2 separate regions of the Sus scrofa genome follow, and region 2 is linked to region 1. The links are chromatin contacts, called in public Hi-C maps. All regions are on one chromosome and are shown on one strand. Each heading gives the region's core, a stretch centred on a gene start, on an enhancer-like site or on the middle of the called end of the contact. The rest is flanking DNA. Distances are from core to core; before and after follow the strand shown.

Region 1 (6,207 bases), core at 2,607-5,106:
CCGGGTCAAGCCGTCAGAGGACGGAGCCCCAGCCGACACCTGGCTGCAGCCAGAACCACCCCTGACCTGCAGGAATCATGAAAGATGCTGAGTGGCTATTGTCCCTTAGCCACTACCTGTGGGTGGTCTGAGACCCTCCACGCTTCCTCACCCTCCAGAAGGTGGGGGATCTTCTCCCAGGACCCACCTCTGTGTGTGCTACCCGGTCCCTGCCCAGGGAACACAGTGCGTGCCCCCTCGCGTGTGAGGCTCAGGGGAGCCTCTGAAGGTGACATGGACAGAATGACGCCACGTGCCCTCGGCCTCTGAGCAGCCCTATCAGGAGACGGTTCCTGCTGAGGTTGGGGCAGGGGGGCCCTGACCACCCGGCCCAGGCCTCCCCCACATGTCCGAGCCCTCAGCTGCCCATCCCCGACGCAGAGGAGTGTGGGCAGCTGTCACATCCAGGCCACCTCACCCGCTGACGGCCACCCTGCAGCATGAATCTCAGAAACACTGCAACCAGCGGGGACAGGTCTGCTCAGAGGGAAGGGAGCCATTCTGTCCTCTGAGACCCCCGCCTTGGGGACTCATTCCTGCCGGGCCCTGCCCGCTCCCGGCGCCCGTTACCCAGAGGTGACACGTCAGCCACCACTCTAGGCTCAGCTCCCCATCTGCAAAGCGAGAGCTTGTTCTGGGGGTGCCAAGAGGCCCTAAAAGATTCCCTCTCAATGTCAAGAGACAGCAGCCAGGCAGGGGCCTCACGGCCCGGACAAGTGCCACTGCCACCACCACTAGCCGCCACCCCCGTGGCCCTCACCCTGAGTGGAACGTTCACACCCAGTGGCTCACGGACTTGTCGCAACAGTCACATCGTGCAAATGGGGACACCGAGGCTTAGGAGGCCCATCATTACCCGAGGTCAGAGAGATGGTGGGGGCGTGGCTGGGCACCCCCCCCCCCCGTCCTGCCGCCCTGGGACAAGCAGGGCCACTCACTCTGGGCCTCAGCGGGGAGACAAAGCAGACACGGTCGGTCCCCAGTGGGCGGCGGCGACTGCCGTCAGCGAATATCAGCCTCCAAACGTTGCAGAACAAAGAGGATATTTGCACAGTCTCACCACAGCAACCCTCGCCCACCCCCCAAAAATACACCCTCATGAGTGGCCTGGAGCACCCAGAGCCCAGATGAAGAGCCGGGCCAGGGCAGGCTTGGAGGGCTTCCTGGAGGAGGCTCAGCCCCGAGTGCTCGGCAGGACTTGCAGAAGGGGGGCAGGCCTGCCTCCGAACAGGGCCTGGGCACTCTGCGTCCGGGGCCCCATCAGCCTGGATCACTCTGGGGCTCCCAGCCTCTCCAGGCAGCAGGCACTGGGGGGCTGCCTTTATCTTCTGACTTAAACCCTTCCAGTAACCCAGTGAGGCCAGTGCTACCGAGATCCCATCTCCCAGACGGGGAAACTGAGGCTCAGAGCCATGGGCGGACAGCTCAAGGCCAGGCAGACTGTGGCTGGCATCGCTGGGAGTCACACCTGGGCCAGTCTTCCCGCAAACAGGTGGCTTCTTGGGGCCCACACAACTAGCACTTTTGGGGGACTCGGCAGACGCCCTGCCCCCGGCTCTTCTAAGGGATAAGACTTCTGATCACGAAAGCGTAGAAGACGGAAAGGTCAGACTGCGTGGCCCACAAGGCCAACGCCACGGAATCCAAAGGAGGAAGCAGCTCGGGCCGGCGGGGCAGTCCAGGAGGGCTTCCTGGAGGAAGGGCCGGGGATGGCCAGTGTTCCCTGTCAGAGCCCCAGGGCCACGTCGCCAAGACCACTTGGGGATCATCCACTTGGGGTCTTTCCTCGGCTGCATCCACGCCCAGCCAGGAGGCCCCGACACAGGCTGGAGGCCAGCTGAGCCTCAGAGAGGAAGAGGGGGCCCAAGCCCCGAGCTTAGCCAGGACCCCCCATCCCTGCGGACCCCCCGCCCCAGGACACAAGGCTCTTGATCAGCGCGTGTCCGTGGGCTCCTGGGGGGAAGGAGGGCTGTGTTTCCTGTGGGGGCAGGAGGCTTTCAGGGGCTCCGAGGCGTCAGGGCCAGGATGCCCCAGCGGAGAACTGGCCTCGGGTGACACCTCAGTGGGAAGGTTTCAGGGTAGCGGCTCCCAAATCCCTCAGCATCCGCACACGCCCACAGCACTGCCACCCCCCCAGCACCGCCCGTCTCTGCAATTCCCGAGAGGACGCTCCACCTCCTTACCCCAACCTGCCCGCAGATGGTTACGGAAGGAACCATCCCCTACAGCCAGACCTGGACATTCGGACCCCCCCCCACCCCACCCACCACCGCAGGCAGGGAGAAAGGCGAGGCCTCGGTACAGTGCTTGCTGGAGGCTGACCAGCGGCCAGAACCGCTCGTCTGACCCCTGCCTGGCGCTCCAGCCCCACCCCAGGCCCACGGAACGTCCGGCAAAGAGCATCAGCCCCAGGACAGCGCAGCCCACGGCCAAGGCCCGAGCAGGCAGGGGGAGGGGGACAGAGAGCTCCCTGCTGGGCGAGGGCCAGCGGCTACTTTCCATGGAAAAAATGTCTTCAGACCCCCAGAGCCCCGGAGGCCTCAGCCCACGGTCAAGGCTCTGCTGTAGCCACTGCCGAATCGCTTCCTGGACAGACAGCCCCCCTCGCCCCCAACCCCGTTCTAAGCCAGGCTCCGCCCCCTGCCCCTCGGTCACAGCGAGGGCCGCCTCCAGGCTGAGCCGCACCGCCAGGCACCACGGCCCCCAGCAGACCCCTGGCCCTCTGCTCTGGCCCGGCCCCACTGCGAGCCCCCTGTCCTCCAGGAGGTCGCCGGCCACCTGCACAGTGGAAAGGAGAGCTGCGGCTGGTTTCACGCTGGGCCCTCTGAGCCCATGGGGGGCTTTGCTCAGGGGTGACCCTGGAGGGCGGCCTCTGGCCCTGGCACCAGTCAGCCGCCGATAAACGCCCGTCCACTGGAATGAGACCCCATCTGTGCTCTGTCACTGGGCTCTCTGCTAGGTTTTATTTCAAGAAATGTTCCTGAGACACAACGCTGGCCAGCTGTGCAGACCCCTCCAGAGTGACTCCTCAGGGTTGGCAGGGCTCGTGCGTGACGGGGCTTTAGGAGTGGCTGGCAAGGCCCTTCCTGCCCAGGTAGCCCTGCCTCTAGGGGTGGGAGGGGCCTGAGGCTGTGGTGAACTTGGCCCCGAGGCCTGGGTGTGCGGCGTGTCCATGGGGAGTCCGTGCGGGGGCCACGGGGGGCACGTCAGCTCCTGTCCAGTCTCAGGGCCCCTGGCTCAGGGACAGGCCCCCTGGAGATCCCATCTGGAGGTGCTGGGACAAGCAGGGTCCTGACTCAGGGGCCAGGGACAGGGGTGGGCTACCATCCTCGCTCCCCTCCAGGGCCCACGGTAGCCAGATGCTGGGGACACCGTGAGGGTCCCAGCTCCTGGTCCCCGGCCTCAGGGCAGACAGTGGAAAGAGCTGGAGTCCTGAGGGCTTGAGCCAGCCCCGCGGCCCCAGGGGGCCCTCCCAGACCCGGGGCCTCTCCGTGTGGATGACGAGGCCTGGAGGGAAGCGGAGCAGGCCCAGGAACCCGGCAGTTTCCATCCGGGCCAGCGGGCTCTCGGCGGGGTTGGGAGAGACTGAACTTTTCGGGAGGAGCCTGGTGGGCGGCCCCCTCCTCCCGCCTGGCTCAGGCCGCGGGGCGGAGACCAGATAAGCAGGACTCCCCGTGCCAGGGACCCCGTCCCCCCGCTTCTGCAAAAGACCCCAGGTCTCCAGCTCCCCGGGCTCGAGTCGGCCTGGGACCTGCTTCTTGCAGCAGCGACGTGTGTGCCGGGCCCCAGGCGCTTCAGAGGTTCCCCTGACGTCACCCGCATGGTTTGAATGGGCAGTGACTTCGAAACCCTCAGAGGCATAATTGCAGTTGTCTTTGCAAAGTGAAATCAGATGGTTTTTCCAAACCTCCGGGCCCGGCCCTCCCCCACCCCCGCTCCCACTCTCTTTTTATTCCGCTCCTTGGACCCCGGCCAGATGTTTCCTGCAACAGCAAACCCTCCAGACGTGGACAAAAGGAGAAGCGAGCGCGCAGCTTCCTGCCGGCTCGGGTGGAAGTGGCGACGTGGCAGGGCGGGATGGCGGCCGCTGCTGCAGCCGGGCCCCGGGGCCCGACGCCCGCGGGACGTGGCCGAGGGGCCCCAGGGCCCCAGGAACAGCCCCTCTCCATGGATGCAGGGCCCTGGCCCGGCTGTGGCCCTGGGAAGAGCCAGGCAGAGCTCGAGGGCGGGCCTGGGGCCCCGGCTGAGCCGGGTGGGATCCCTGCTCCGCGCTCACACACGTGGGCCACCCCCACTGGTCACCTCTCCACAGGCGCCCCCAGGCGGGCTTAATCTTGATTCTTTGTAGAAACGCTTTGGACAATTCGTTGTCTAAAGGTTTTTGTGAACACAGCGGCTTCCCGGGCGGTTCCTGCCATCAGCCTGGGCAGCACTCAAGCAGCCTCACCGGAGACCCCAACTGCAGCAAGAGAGACTTCAGTTAGACCAAAGAAGACCGCAGGGGTGGGACCCAGGAGGACCTGGTTACAGACAAGTTGTGAGAATATCCTCCCACCCCTCATCCCTGCAGCACATGAGAGAAGGTTCTGGAAGGCACAGGCACATGCACAACAGCCTCAGAAAACAGTGGTAGGACCAGATAATACCATCCAGTGGCCTGGCCAATCCAGCTAAGATTTATGACCCAGCTATTTGTAGCTAAACCTGTACACCCCACAGTGTTTGTAACTAAAAGATGGCAAAATATTGGCACAGGCTCACGGGCAGAAATAAGAGGATTTAAACCAGCAGTTCTTCAGGGGGCACCTGCTAGGAGTTCCCTGAAAGTCCTTGTTTTCTTCAGACCCTACCTGGGGAACCAGCAATGACATTAGAAAATGTTCTTTTCCCTACTGTGTACCCAGAGAACTCCTATGTACCCTTCAGTGCCCAGCACAAACGCCACCTCCTCCGGGTAGCGTTCCAGCCATTTCCCCCACAGGCTGCTCCCTCCTGTGACTTCCCACAGCACCTTGAACATGGCCTCCCCACCCACCCCCGGCCCCGATCAGCCCACATCTGCTGCCCGCATGCAGCCCCAAAAGAATGTTCTAGACTTTCCCAGTCTCATATGCCAGCCGCTGTCCACATGTGGCTCTTGAGAGTGTGAAACGTGGCTTGTATATGGGGGTGTGCCGTAAGTGTAAAAGATACACCCACTCTCAGACTTGGCCCCCAAAAGGAAAATGCATAATAGCTCATTAATAATGTTTAGATTGCTCGCATATTGAAATAATAATCGTCTGACGTATTGGTTTAAATAAAATATATTATGAAATTCATGTGGCTTTTAATGTGGCGACGAGACAGTTTGCAGTCACACGCAGGCCACATTCCAGCCTCCGGGACAGACTCGGCTCTCCCCAAGCCAACACTAGGCCTGGCCCGTGTGGTTTCCAAGCAGTGTTTGTTGAGTGAATAAGTAAACGTATGGGCACTGGGGCCCTGAGCCTCAGACCCGCCCCAGCGTGAGCCCTGGCCGTCCCGTTGAAATACAGAGGACGGGCGAATTTTCCCGAACACGGCTCTCTGCTCTGGAGTCCACACCCAGCCCTGTGTTGTGTCATCAGCCCCTCTGGGCCCCTGGCCTTGTACTGGGGTCTCAGGGCACCCTGGGGAGAAAGCAGGGCTCCTCCAGGGGAAGACAGGGAGCCCCCAGGAGTGAGAAGCCCAGGGTCAGCCAGTACACCCTTGACCGCTCCTGCAGGCTCATGCGGGCAGCACACACAGCGGGCAGGGTGGGTGCTGCCTTCTGCTCAGGGTGAGCCTGCCAGGCCGAGCTGGAGACAGGAGGCAGGAAGCTATGATGTCCTTCCCCGGTCACTGTGTGGCTGGGCCCCTCCCCTGAGGCCGGCTCTGCCCGTGCTGTCCAGAGGCGTCCCCCACTGCCCCACACCTCAACTCCTCAGTGCTTGGCTGGGACCCATGGCCCTGCCCGCCCCCCTCCACGCGGGCGCTAGATGCCCTGCCAGGGCTCCTGGGGTGTCCTAACCTCCCTTCTCTTAGTCTCGCTCTGAACAGGAAGGTGCCCACCTGGGGCCTCCTGCAGGCTCTGGGGACAACGGGGTGGTCACATCAGGGTCCAGAGGGGTCAAGATGCATAATCACTTCGCACGTGACAAGGTCTGG
Region 2 (6,400 bases), core at 3,105-5,604, 190 kb before region 1:
GGAGCCCGCCTTCGAGGAACTCACCATGCAGTTAGGAAGGAAGGTTCCAGCAAGAAAAGGTCAGACAGCAGGTAATGAGCCACAAGCGTTAGGAAGGGCTGCAGAATCCCAGGGATTCTGAGGTCGCCCTCGTGAGGCGGCCGTGCAGGCGACTCTGTAGCCAGTGTGCTTTCGCTGCTGATTAGCAGGCGACCCAGAGATCTGGGCATTGAGAGGAGAGGACGCTGAGCTGTGAGCAGGGACAATTCCTGGACAAGGGATAATTCCCAGCCCAGAGGGTGGGCAGCGCGCAGCTCCTGGAAGCAGCCCCGTTCCTGGGAAGTGCCACGGGAAGGTCCGTGGGCTGTGGGTTTCCCTCCAAGTCCAGGGCCAGGAGGCGCTGGAGCAGGTGGTCCCTCTGCCTCCCCCACCCCGGCCCGTCTCCTGGACCCTGCCCTGAACTTAAGAGAGGCCACTTCTAAAAGCACTGATTCCAACCTCAGGTGTCTTGGCCTCTCCAGGGCTCCAGGAGGGTCACTGCCTCCGGCTCTGCGCAGGTTCGGCCCAGAGGCAGGGACCCAGTGGGGACGAGGGTGCCTCTAGTTCGTGAGCATTTAGATCCTCAGGGACACACCCGTGCCCAGCACTGTGGACACTCGGTGAGTATCTGGGTGCTGGACAGATGAGCGGAGGGACAGCAGATACTTGGGGCAACACTGGGACCAACCAGGGACGCTGGTCAGTAGAGTGGCCCCTGGGGCCAGCGCCCAGCCTACATCTAAGGAGATGTCTGCTGCACCACGCTGTGCTCTCTCACTGATGTGTGGACTCGGTCACACCCACGGGTCCCTCTGATGGTGGCTCTGTGGGGGGACACGGCTGTCACCCCATCTTACAGAGATCTTTGGAGTGAGCTGGGTTAGAGACGACAGTCCCCGGGGCCAAACCCAAGTGGTGCTAGTTCTGGGGTCTGGGAGGACAGTGGGCCCTCGATGGCTTGTCTGGAATTCTGAGCACGTGGCAGAGGCGGGGAAGTAGGGAAGGCGGAGGCCCCCCACCCCCACGGAGCCAGGCCCCCAAAGCCACCGGCCACAGGTGCCCAACTGGTGCGGCTGCTCCCAGAGGTCCTGCAGTCACCGCTCTGTCTGCAGACCTCAGGGGAGCATCACCCCAAAGCCCCCAGGGCCTGGCCGCCTTTCCTCGTGCCAGACCAGCCATGGTCCACCCCCAACCATGAGGATCTCACTCTGCTCTGGGCAGTGTGCCAGGCCCAGGGATAACGTCCCAGCTACAACTTAGCCACCCGATCACTAGCGCTTATTCCGCCCGAGCTCACATCGGCGTTCGCTAAACCAGCAGGAAAAACGGGAAGAAAAAGAACCGAGCCAACCTGGAGAACCTACAGGGCTGCAGTACCGCAAACCCCCACTAGGTGTCAGAACGAAACTGGGGCATCCTGGGCTCAGCCAGCATCTCAACGGCAGCCCCCGGCCCCCACCCAGGATGTGTCCCTGTGACTGAGGTGACCCTAGGAGGATCCCTCTCACCAGGGTGAGCTCAGAATGACCCCTTTCACCAAGGGGACCTCCAGAGGCGTTCCTTGAACAAGGGCAAGCCTGGGATGGTTGCTGTAACCAGAGAGACCTCAGAATTGTCCCTTAACCTGGGGACCTCAGCATGCACCCCTGTGACCAGGGTGAGCCCAGGATGGTCTTTGACTCCTGTGTCTATGGCTTGATTTCCAACACGGACGCTGGCGCAAGGGGGACTGAAGACCAACCAAGGTCTCCTATCAAGGGTGGGCCACGGTGGACCCCACGTGATGCCCAGGCAGCACCCGAGCTCTCTGGCCACTGCAGCCGTTGCTACTGCTGCCCTAATGCAGGGCCGCAGGGCCACCAAGCTGCACTGACCCCCGGCCTCCGGGGGCTCACGGCCCGGCTGAGTCTCACTCTCGCAGGAGCCCACTGCCCCGGCTCAGGGCCAAGAGTGGACCCCTAACTATCTAAAGAGGACGGACGCAGTAGGGGGTGGCCTGAGATGTGACGAGACTGGGGCAATGTGGGGAAGGTCGTCAGTGTGTCGCCATCACCCACACACAAGGACACGGCCAGTCCCCGGCAGGGAGGGGCCCGGACACCCGCGGAGCCCTGATCCCAGGGGCCCGGCCATCTTACCCTTTCTCCAGGGTCGCCCACTTGGCCAGTGGGACCCATCGTTCCTGGAGGTCCCGGGAGACCCTAGAATTAAAAACAAAATGAGGCAGAGGTCAAAGATGCAGCCACGGGGCAGTTCCCACCTGGCGGGGGTTCCCGCTTCCTGCGTGGTGCGGGGGTGACAAGCCGCCAGGGGCGTCTGCTCCTCTTTTCCATCCACGAGCATTAAAGGGCCTCCCTCCAGCCTGAGCACCTCCCCCAAGTCCTGGGAGATACACCCCGACACTCACCGCGGGGCCTTCTGGGCCGGGCGGCCCCTCCAAAAGCATGCCCTGGAAGAGACGGGAGAGCGTCTGAGATCCCAGGGTCCTTCCTCATCCAGAGACCCCGCGTGGGCCAGGCCCAGGGACGCCTCCAGGCTGGACGGACCAGAGGACCGGAGATCGGGCCTCTGGGGCAGCGCCCTCCGCCTGGCAGGGGTCCTGAGCAGTCTCTGTAACGGGGGCTGTGGTGCGGCCACGGCGACTCCCCCGAGCGTTTCCAGGGCAGCAAGAAGCCCACAGCAAACCAAGAGGCTTCCCTCGGAGCAGCTTCCAGAGGACAGGGAGGGCCAGGACCCCCGGTGCCACTCGGGTCCGCCTGCCCTCCGCGGGGCAAGGCCTAGGCAGGCCCTGGTGATTGCCACTGAGGGAGCCGTGGGCCCCAGGATGAGGGGCCAGAGAGGGTGGGGGGACGGCTGCGGGTGGATTGCCGGGGGACAAGAGGAGAGGGGCCCCACGGGCTGAGAGCCCCACCTGGAGAGGCTTCAGGCCCGGGGAACCTCAGGCCTGGGGAACCTTCAGGCCCAATTCCTGAGACTGCCCCTCCCCCTCCAGGCAGGCCACGCCTCACCCGCCGCCCACCCAGCAGCCCCAGAGCAAGTGGGAAAACTGCCAAATCCACTGGACCCTCGGCCATGCTCCCCTCCCAGGCCCTTCCCGGGCTGGGACGAGGTCCCCCAGACCTGACCATTGCCCCCCAAATAGGGACAAGGCCCCCCGCCCCATCAGCCTCCGTCCCTGCGTGGGTCTCCTCTCTGCTGTGAGGTCAATGCCAACGTCAGGCAGGCCCCGGCATCCCGGGTGTTCTGTGCCCACTCGGGGGTATGAGGGGCTGCACGGCCCCACGGGGGTCTGCAGGCTGAGAGTGGGGGGTGGAGGGCGCTGGAGGACAGGCGCGGGGCGGGCTTCAGCCACACGTGGGGCCACTGGGCACAGTGACACCTCCCTCCCCGCAATGTCCTGCGCTGCTGGGACCCCTCGGGCCTGCAGCCGGCCTCCCCCCGCTGCCCCGGAACAAGGCCAGGGCAGGGGCCGATCAAGGCCGGGTTTTTCTTCGAAGCGGAAACCAGGAACCGCTTCCTGGGGCACGAGGTCAGCACAGGGGGCGGCCAGCCGGCCGGGGGGACAGCGGGTCCCAGGGCTGCCGCGTCCCTCCCGCCCCTGCCGGGGCTGCCCAGCGGCAGGGAGGAGCACCCTGTGTTTACACAGATGTGCGCTCGGAGAAATGTTTGCAGGCGCGTTGCACACAGACAGCTCATCCCACAGCCTCCCACGACAGCTTCCCTGTTTCCTTCTCCACGCAGGCAGCTGAGGGGGCTCGGGGCCGAGCGGGGATGAGGACAGGAGCCCAGGCCCTGCGGGCTGCAGGACACCGCAGCTGTTTCCGGGACATGCCAAGGGCCATCGTCGGGGAGCCGGGGCCTCAGTGGGCTCGCGTGGGAGGACCGCCCTGGGCCGGCTGGGGGAAGGCTGCGGGGCCACCGGGCAAACGAGCAGGTTGAGGCCACCACCCCACCGAGGACCGGTCCTGTGACACGGGAGCCACGCCCTCCTGCTCCAGCCCTGCTCCCCCTCCCTGACCGGGGTGTCAGGCCTCCGCCTTTGGCCGAGCTCGAAACAGCTCTTAACGGTGGATGTCTATGCACCTCCCTCATGATGAAACCCTGAACGTGGAGACTGCTGGTCCCCGAGGGCCTGGGGCAGCCGGATCCGATGAGCCCGAATCCGCTCAGCTGAGGGGTTCCTGTCCTTTCAAGGAGCCCCCGAGGCTGCCGAGCCGCTACAGAGGGAGGGTACCGGATCTGAGTGGGAAAGAGCCCCCACCCCTGGGGTGGGCGGAGACAAGGAGCCGGTTTCAGTGAGTGACACACCCGAGGGCGAGTGGCTGCGCAGGTGGGAGGGGAAACAGCCCCCCCCCCCCTCCACGGGCCTGGACACCGGCCGCAGCCGTGAGACCCCGTCGGCCACCTCCCAGGACGCGGCCATCTGTTGATGAGGAACTAAGACTTTGAGGACAGCTGGCGACACTCCAGGTTGAGAAATTCCAAGTGTTTACACCATCTCCCCAGGGGGACCAGCCTCGGCCCCGCAGACGCTCCGAGCAGGCTGGGGGCTGGGCGGGAGCAAACGCCAGGACCCGAGGGGGCGGGCAGCGTCCCTAACCACATCCAGATGGCTGGCTTTTCCCCCAGCGAAGACGGAGTGGATTCTAGGGACACGCTGTTTGCATTGGACGGCCTGGGCGTGTTCAGCCCTCACCAGCGGTGCCTGGTGCAGCCGGGCAGCTGGACTCCCTGGGTGCCGCCTCCACCCCCAGCCCCGACCTGGGGTGTCCAGCTGCCATGAGTTTTGCACAGGGTCAGCCCAGACTGGGGGACGTGTGAATGGGAAGCTCAGCCAGACCTAGGTGCTGCCAGGCCTCCCAGAGCTGGGACCCAACCCGGGACCCCACAGAGCCCGGCTCCTGTCTGCCTGGGGCTCCCACTCCTCCTGGACGAGAGGCCCCTTTCACTGTGGCCACGGGGACGCTACGGAGGACACCCAAGTCCACGGCCAGGTCAAGGCCATCTGGGTCGTGCTCCACGCACGGCTGGACCACGGAAGCCACAGCAGGGGTGGCCCACCTCCTGGCATACCCCCAGCCCTGCAAGACGGGAGGGGGTCCTGGGCAGCCCGTCCCTTAGGGGAGGCTCCAACCAGCGCTGGCTGCCTGCCCCTCCCTGGGGTGGCCTTTCTCCCTGCACCTGCACTTGTCAGGATTTTTCATGTCGCTGAGCAAGGGGCCCCCTGGTACCCATGCCCGCCTCCCTTTGGCACCTCTGTCCCTTCCCCAAACCCCATCCTTCAGCCTCAGACAGGCCCTGCATCCCGTGGACCTTCAGGGAGCAGGGAAAGGGGATGTTCTCATCCGAGCAAAAGACGCGTGTGCCCAGTGACCGCAGCCCAGGAGAAAAAGATGAGCCACAGCCCTGAGACAGGCCAGGGGAGTGGGGGGCCGAGCAGGACGGTCATCTAGTCACCCCCCATCTTGTCTGCCATGGCCACGGGCTCTAAGGGAGATAAGGTTCCAAAGAAACCTTCCCAGCCCACTGGAGGGGTGGGGGCCCCTCCATCCCGCCTCCTGGGGGCCCACGATCAGAAGACCCTGGAGCCGCCACGTCACATTCTGGCTCAGCCACTGGGAACCGAGTGCTGGCAGTGGAAGCCGGGGCCCAGCCCAGCCTCGTGACCGGTCGAGGGGCAGGACACTGGCCTCCTCCCTCCGGCTCTTAGAGGACGTGGCAGGGGCGGACCTTGGCAGCCGGCCTCCCCACTCTGGTGTCCAGGGCCGCTTCCCAGCCCACAGCCGTGCCCACCACGAGCAGTCCCAGGGGGCCCGCTCCAGGCGATTAATCGCCTGGCACCTCGCCCACCCCAGTTAGGGCCCTGACCTGGGCAGCCCTCGGGCCACGGGGTGGGCCCTGGAGGGCCCAGCGGGAGCAGCTCCCTGCAGGCAGGGGACGTGCCGACACAGAGGAGGGCCCCGCCAACACCCACGAACCCACTCCTTGCACACGGGACCTCTTGGCTGTGGTCCCAGCGGTCGGAGTCATCAAGGGTCACTAACTTGCCCGTGGCCCATCACCTGGCTCAGTGAAGTGCCGCTCAAGCGCCGTTTGAGCTGACAAGCAGGTTTCCGTTCCCCGTCCGCAGCAGCAACACGGCTGCAGAGCCAGCGCGGAGAGGCGGGTCCGACTACGGCTCTTGCCTCAGACCCGCAGCTCCGGGTCCACGTTCAGCCGGCGGACCCTCCACCCTCCAGGGCCCTGCCTCCCAGAAGCTGAGTCTCTTTTCATCGAGAAGAAATGCATGCACGGTGACGTGCCCAGCTCTTAGGTGGACACGGCACAGGGTCCTGACCCACAGGAACCCGGGCTGCCCAGCCGAGGTCCAGAGCCCTCCCCC

What was found. Hi-C and Micro-C count contacts between places; a contact is called where the count stands out from the background.
Region 2: a contact with region 1 is called in a Hi-C map of retroperitoneal adipose tissue, with 3 times the contacts expected there. The contact joins two enhancer-like sites. A contact is called at or near these places in 1 of 5 promoter capture datasets (liver), 17 of 47 Hi-C or Micro-C datasets (adipose tissue, brain, embryonic fibroblasts and 12 more) and 1 of 2 datasets of contacts at active chromatin or transcription factors (skeletal muscle).

The regions. Positions count from the first base shown.
Region 1 is chr1:273,807,935-273,814,141 of Sscrofa11.1, reverse strand. No RefSeq gene overlaps it. Among named protein-coding and RNA genes, the nearest start is that of RXRA, 110 kb to the right of the region's middle. Within about 2 kb of position 3,856, at least 29 of the 83 cell types and tissues checked have an H3K27ac peak or open chromatin away from gene starts, as enhancers often do. A contact at or near this core is called in adipose tissue, omental adipose tissue, retroperitoneal adipose tissue and 1 more, where this site is marked.
Region 2 is chr1:274,001,260-274,007,659 of Sscrofa11.1, reverse strand. It overlaps COL5A1 (collagen, type V, alpha 1), which reads right to left. Exons shown (of 69, transcript NM_001014971.1): 10 at 2,426-2,467; 11 at 2,157-2,219. Among named protein-coding and RNA genes, the nearest start is that of COL5A1, 70 kb to the right of the region's middle. Within about 2 kb of position 4,354, at least 18 of the 83 cell types and tissues checked have an H3K27ac peak or open chromatin away from gene starts, as enhancers often do. A contact at or near this core is called in adipose tissue, omental adipose tissue, retroperitoneal adipose tissue and 1 more, where this site is marked.